Regions from separate parts of the Sus scrofa genome. Here region 2 is linked to region 1. Evidence: chromatin contacts called from public HiChIP or PLAC-seq data. All regions are on one chromosome and are shown on one strand. Each heading gives the region's core, a stretch centred on a gene start, on an enhancer-like site or on the middle of the called end of the contact. The rest is flanking DNA. Distances are from core to core; before and after follow the strand shown. Region 1 holds the start of NRDE2 (protein NRDE2 homolog). Region 2 holds the start of TTC7B (tetratricopeptide repeat protein 7B).

Region 1 (3,593 bases), core at 350-2,849:
CACTAGATGTGCTGTCTCAGTAGACTAGGCCATTTTAACAGTAACAAAAAGCCTCTGGACCACCTGTCTTCTAGTCTGCTGTAGTCCAGGAAATGCTTCCCTCTTGTTTCTTCCTATGTCGGAGTAATTCTATTACCATCATCGATCTTACAGAACTGTGTGTTTGATCAATTGCTTCAAGTCATCTAATTGTTGCTGAAACCCAGGCTCTGTATATCAGCACTGAATTGAATCATGGAGACAGAGTTTGGGGTTAGGTAGAAAAGAATGGCTTTATTGCTTTGCCAGGCAAACCAGGCCATAGCAGGCTAGTGTCCTGAAAACTATGCTCCAGTCTGGAGGAGAGTAATGAGGAGTCTTATAGTAATGGTTCAAGTAGAAGGATGTGATCAGCTTACGAGGTAATTGGGAGTCAGCATCATCAACCTTCTGGTTCCAACTGGTCTGAGGTCTACGTGCATGTGGGCAGCTTATAGTTAACTTCTTCCACCTGGATGGGGGTTCAGTTTCTGCAAAACAGCTCAAAAAACATGGCTCAGAATATCATCTATAGTCCTTGAGGGAGAACTAAAGGTTCTAGACTTTTTTTAATGGCTAAAGTATAATTATTTTGTCCTGCTTGACTCTTTTCCTTTCTTTTTGCATTTTCTCACTTCTCTGATTAGCTTTATTCTTTGATTAAAGTCTTTCTACAAACAATAGGCAGGTGGAGAATGTAGGTGGGGCTCTATTCTGGGAAGCCCTATAGGGTCCTGCTTAGTTGCATAATCATCGTTAATTTTATCTGAGGCTCCGTCACACATTGGTAATGCAAGAAACAATCTTGTAAAACAGGCGGAATGCAAGTGATATAGCTAGCAACATTAATGCATGTAATATAGCTAGATGTAATATAGCTAGTAACATTAATAAGGAATGCATGTAATATAGCTAGTAATATTAATAAGGTCATAAGCAGATATTTAAGCCAAGAACTTCCATAAAGTGTGGCCCAGTATTCTCCCCAGGTCATTTGACCAGTCTGCTCTGCACTCATCACTGTCTTTCAGGGAAATGATAGATTGGGATTGTACAAAAGTTCACCAAAGATGCTGCACATACAAGGTGAGTGATGGGTCACTGGTTACCTCTTACAGGATTGAGAAAGGAATGTTATCTTCTAAGGAATTAGGAGGCTGGCGCCAGAAAAAGAAAAATGGATCTTTAGAGTTGAGCAGGTATTTCTGCCATTGGGGAGGTCTGGTGAATGTGTAATGCAGGTGCACAATGGCATACTAGAGGGGAGGGAGGAGGTGCAAATTCGCAAAAAATTTTGTTTACATTTTTCTTATTTTTCCTAAAAATATGAGTTTTTATTCCATCAAAACTAAAGCTTAGGGAATTTGATTAATTTGACCCAGTCAGGAAGTGACATTGTGAACTCCAGGGGTAATCAGAGTCCCAACTTCCTAACACTCTCTGCTCTGAACAATTGCATCTCCAATCACATCATTTTCTCACAGAATCCTGCGGGTACTAATTACAGGGAAGAGGTGCCTCTCTCTCACTACGCCCCGCCCTTTTCCCCTCCCTTTCTGCCCCGCCCCGCCCCAGCGGTCTGGCTCAATCCGGAGGAAGCACAAGAAAACCACACTTCCCAGAGTGCATTGCGACGGCAAAGGCCTTACTACCGGCATCCTTTGCCTGGCGCCATTTCTGTGGCGTGAAGAGGCCCTGCGTGCGGCCTGCGGTCATGGCGCTGTTCCCCGCCTTCGCCGGCGTTAGTGAGGCTCCCAGTAGCGGGAGCTCCAGGAAAGGTAAGCACACAAGAGGGATAAAGAAGGCCCTCGGCGGGCTTAGGACGGAGTTTCTCGGGCCAGGGTCTTGGCCCTTGCCTTGGATTTGTTTATCCATTTATATCCCACAGTTCTCTGCGGCTTTGCAAGGCCTTCTGGGAAGAGCAGCTGCTCCGGTCCGGCTTCTGGGCAAGGTTGTAGAGCTCGGGAGAAAGACCGGCCCCGAGAGCTCCGGGAGCTGGGGCTTCCATGTAGTCATATTGTTGAACCCTTTCTCTCGCAGAGCCTCAGTGATTTCACGTAAAAGGGAAACAGTGGTACTCCACATCTCGAGGAGACTCCTGATGCAAACGCTGGATGTCCTTATTACAGCTTGCTTGCTTCTCTGTTTTACTTAGTTCTGAATTGCTAGTTGGATTCGTAGTTTTTGGCCGACTGAGAGTTGGGGAACCTGACCCAGTCAGGAAGTGTTAGTATGAACTTGAGTGGAATCAGAATCCCAACTTCCTAAAACTTTCTGTTCTGAACAATTGCATTCCAACCCTAATCCCTTTCTCTCCAGGTGGGCATAGCTGCTAGGAATAAACTAATACTTATTTACTGCCAGGTGATGACATTGTCTATTTCATTTAAGCCTTGAATGTTCCCAGGAGGTCTGCATTGTTAGAGGTTGTGGCACATAGTAGTAATTTAAAGTAATTAATCCTAAATCATTCACTTCTGGGGCAGAGTCTGTGCCTGGCACCTCTACTGTATCCTCATGGTTCCTACAGTTGTTTTTTGGGGGAAACATTTCTCATAATTGTGAGTAATTTCTTATGTAATTAGTGTAATTTTGGTCACTTTACTCAGTGTTTGTCTGTTCGGTGCAGCATACTTAGCCCCTAGCACAGGCCCAACATAGAGTAGGTGTTCATTAAATATTTGCTGAACAGACAGACCAATAGTAGGTACTTAAAAAAAAGTATATGCAAGATGTACATACAAGATGGAATGTTGTAGATGACACAGGTGAACTACAGGGATAGTGATTTCTGTTGGGAAGTTCAAAGAAGGCTTTAGAGGAGCTGACTTTGGGGATGAGTCTTCAGGACAGTAGAATTTGGACAAATAGGGATAGTGGAAGGGCATCCCAGGGCCTTCAAAGGCAGGCAGGAAAGAAAGCATGAGACCTGTGCAAAGAATGGCAGATTGTTCAGTTTGGAAATTGAGATTTGTAAAGAGGAGCCTTGGGAAATATGGTTGGAACTGGTGATAAGGAATGATACTGACTTGAATAACAGGCCAAGGATTAATCCTTTTGTTTTGGGAGCACAAAATGCCAGGTGTAAAGGGGAGTGTTGCTCTTGTCATTTATCTTAACTAGTGTTTATTGGATGTTTTCTGGGTACTCAGCAGCCAGGGCAATGTTTGTAAAAGAGCTTTTTGTAAAGTACTGTATTTTTTGGAGTTCCTATTGTGGCTCAGTTGTAAAAGCCTGACTAATATGCATCAGGACATGGGTTTGATCCCTGGTCTCGCTCAGTGGCTTAAGAATCTGGTGTTGCTGTGAGCTTTGGTGTAGGTGGCAGGTGTGGCTTAGATCTGGCATGGCTGTGGCGTGTCAATCTGGCAGCTGCAGCTCCAATTCGACTCTTAGCCTGGGAACTTCCATAATGCTGTGGGTACAGCCCTAGAAAGACACACACACACACACAAAAAAAAAACAAACCACCCCAAAACAAAAAACAAAAACAACTGTTTTTAAAAATTAAAAACATTATCGGTCATGATAAAATTATAATTCTTTAATATCACCTAATTGCTAGTCAATATTCA
Region 2 (3,593 bases), core at 328-2,827, 430 kb before region 1:
ATGCTTCCTCATAGCCTGTCAGCTCCATCCTCAAATGCAGTATCCAGAATCCAACACTCTCACCACCGCCACAGCTGTCACCCTGGTCCCGCGCCACTGCCATCTCTCTCCTGAACTACTGGCAGTGTTCTCAACATGGCAGCCGCGGGGATATCCCTAAAATGTAGGTTATCTCATGACGTTCTTCTGTTAACAGTCCCGCATGGATGATGTCCCATTTCGCCAGAGGAAAAGTCAGTCTCCCTATTGGCCCACAGGCCCAACACGGACTGCAACTCCCATGCCCCTCCCGGTGCTCTCCCTCTCCGCCTTCCTGCCTCCCTCCACTCCAGCCTCTCAGGCCTCCATCATTCCCCCAGCTCATTAAATATGCTCCCAGGGTCTTTGCACCTGCTGTTACCTGTGCCCAGAATGCTCTTTCCCCGGGGCTCTCTCCTCTTCTTCAAGTCCAATGCCACTTCATTGAGGCCATCCGCTGCCACCCCATTCAAAACTGCAAACCCTCCACTCCTTCAACTCTTTATTTGCCTCATTGGACCCACCCTGCTGTGTTTCTTCAAACAGCCATTTTAACCTTCTAATTTATGACCTCATTTTGCTCATTTATTTCTCTGCTTGGAATGGAACAAAGGCAGGTATTTTGTTAGTTTTCTGCTATATCCCCAGCACCTCAAACAGGGTCTAGCACATAGTAGGTGGTCCCTATGTAGTTCAGGGATAACTGAAAGAAGGCACAGTTTGGACACCTGTCCTCGGCTCTCAGTCTGCAGGGCCAAGACGAGGAAACCCCTCTGGTGACTCTGCATCCTCCTCAGAGGGCAAGGGGGCTGGCCCCTGAGCTGGCAGTTTTTGCCTGGCTCCATCCACCTCAACTCAACAGACTTTTGTGGAACCCTGGGCAGGTGCCTGCTGAGGATGAGTCTCCACCCACCTCGGGCTGGGTGGTGGGAAGGCTGCCTGGGGCAGAGGCGCCTGCTAAAGGGCACAGGCCAAGCCAGGCCCAGAGGGAGCACCTTGAAACCTGAGATGGCAGGACAAGCTCAGGCAGGCGTCCTGGTCACACCCGCCTCATACCTCAGGCCCACTAGCCCTGCCTGGCCCGTGACCTTCCCTGGGGTCACTGTCATTTCTAGGTCCTATTCCTGAGGGTCTGTGGGGCGCCCAGTCCCTCCCTCTCTCCCTCTCTCCGAGGTCTCCCTCCCCCATCCTGCCCGTTCCCTACCGCCTCCCCCTCCTCACCTCCCGCCCTCACCCCTTCCACCTCGATCTGGACCCCAGCCCTAGCCCGCCTCCAGGTCGGGCACCTGGGTCTCCGTCTGGTCCCAGCCTCTGCTGCACTGCGCCCTTCCTCGCGCCTCCCCCCGCCTCCCGCCTCCCGCCCCCGGCCCCGGCCCCGGCCCCGGCCCCCGCCTGGGTCGCGACCCCGGCCCGCGCTGTGGCTCCAGCCCTGGCCGGCAGGGGCCGCTCCTTGCGGCGCCCGGGGCCCCGCCGCGCCCGCCGCCGCCGCCCGCCTCCCCGCCCCTTCCCCAGCCGGCGCTCCCGTTACGCCGCGGAGCCGGGAGCCGGAGCCCGAGCCCGCGGCGGCAGCGGGAGGCGGCGACGGGGGCGCCCGGGCGGCGGCGGCGGCGGGGCCTGCGGGGCCTGCGGGCGGGCGGGCCGGGCCCGGCCAGGCCGCGATGGCGACCAGGAAGGCGGGCTCGCGGCTGGAGACGGAGATCGAGCGCTGCCGCTCCGAGTGCCAGTGGGAGCGGATCCCCGAGCTCGTCAAGCAGCTGTCGGCCAAGCTCATCGCCAACGGTACGCGCCGGGCGCGCGGGCCTGGGCTTTGGTGGGCGCCGCGGCCTCCGCGGATCGCCGGGCCGGGTGCCCCTGAGGCGCCGCGGGGAGCGGGCAGGGGCGCGGCCGGGGTGCGATGGCGCTGCGCCCGGGGGTGTGCGCGGGGCCAGGGCCTCGGGACCCCGGGACCCCGGGAGTCACGCGGTGGCGGCGTCCTGCGGCCGCCGGCGGGTGCCTGGCGTCCCAGAGTTCCGGCGCGCAGGGCGGGCTTCTCCGGAGTGAGGGGGTCGGGGGTCTCAAGGAGTCGGCTGCTGCACCAGGATCCCAAGGGGTCAGGGGCCGGCCTCGGGGCTCTAAGAAGTTGGAGGCGAGGTGCGCCCTCAGGACATGGGTGTGGATGTATGGGGATCCAGGGTGTGTGTATGGTGTATTCGGGAGTCACGATGTATTTATGGGGGTCCTGCGTTGAGAGGTGTTGAGTAGAGACACCTGGGAAACATGCTTCGTAAACATATGGCATTCCCGGGGCTCCAGGTGGCCGCCCAGACCTGGGGTGTGTGTGTGTGTTGGGGGGGGGGTGGAAGGCAGTTGAGCTGTGTGTCCTGGGGTTCAGAGAGTAGGATATCAGAGCTGTGGATCTAGGGAGGTCAGGTTTGAGCGTATGGGGGCGATAGAGTTCGGGGAGTCCGGAGGGAGAATATTGTGGAGAGAGGTAGGAGTGTGGTTGGAGAATGTGGGGAAATGGGATTGGGTGTGTGAGGGGCTTGGGGCCTAGAGGAAGAGGGGGTCTGAGCCAGCCCCTGAGTAAGAGAAACTGGTGCCTGGAGTCAGTTTATGACCTTGTTGACTCTGTTGAAAAATTGCATCCCAAATGCCATTTCAGAGCGCAGCTCCACGTGGTCTTATTTGTTTTGGAAGCAAGTATCCTTAATATTTGCTTGTTTTTTCATGCCCGCCAAAACCACAGGCAGCAATGGACTGGTGAGAGGGCAGAGGTTTTGTCCTCTTTCATTTCTGGCTTCCTGAGGCTGGGTGAGCACATGTTGGCCGAGCAAATGAATGAATGAAAGAAAGAATGAATGAATGAATGACACTGTTCTAAGAAAGGACAACTGCATGATTTCCAACCTTCTCACCTCAGACCGCCCAGAAATGGAAAGGGCTGTTGTGTGTCCTCTTCCCAATTGGTTGGTATTTGTGCCTTTTATGGTACTAGTGCCTTAACATAAGAACTTGGTTTTGTGTATTCTCAACTGTGGTACCTCGCTTTGTGCAGGTGTTTCCTGGGCAGAGGCAGGTGCCATGATTGTGCCAGGGGCATGGAAGAAGGACAGACCTACCTGGGCTCCGCATGCAAATGTTGACTCTTTGCAGTTCAGTCAGCATTCGAGGAAAGCTGAATTTTTGAGGCAAGGGTGTTCAGTCCCCTGGGCCCCAGTGGCAGCCTGACCCGACCATCCAGGGTCACCAGCTTGCCTGCTTGCTTCTCTTCTTAGCTGCAGCGTTTTCTCCTTTCTTCTTGGAATTCAACAATCCTGGTCTGCTCTGTTACTTCCCAGCGGTGTGGACCTATCATACTTCAGGGCAGGTTGATCTTAGGATTACATGGGCGCACTTGTGAACCTCCTGGTTTTTCCCTTCAGAGCTCACTTGTTTCCTGCTTTATTTACTCATGCAGCCCATATTTGCATGTCCACCTGTGCCAGGCATCCACAGTGGTGCACAGCACTGACCAAGCTCTCCTACTTTCATGCACTTACCTGTGCTGAGGAGACAGATGGTAAGCACATCTGGACCACAGTAAACGAGGTAGCTTC

The links. HiChIP or PLAC-seq counts read pairs in DNA pulled down with a chosen protein or histone mark.
Region 2: an H3K27ac HiChIP or PLAC-seq map of alveolar macrophages shows a contact between it and region 1. The contact joins the promoter of TTC7B here to the promoter of NRDE2 in region 1. A contact is called at or near these places in 2 of 2 datasets of contacts at active chromatin or transcription factors (alveolar macrophages and skeletal muscle).

The regions. Positions count from the first base shown.
Region 1 is chr7:112,088,638-112,092,230 of Sscrofa11.1, reverse strand. It overlaps NRDE2 (protein NRDE2 homolog), which reads left to right and starts at 1,599. Exons shown (of 14, transcript XM_021099603.1): 1 at 1,599-1,796. The coding sequence starts at 1,733.
Region 2 is chr7:112,517,107-112,520,699 of Sscrofa11.1, reverse strand. TTC7B (tetratricopeptide repeat protein 7B) reads left to right here and starts at 1,577. Exons shown (of 20, transcript XM_021099609.1): 1 at 1,577-1,797. The coding sequence starts at 1,677.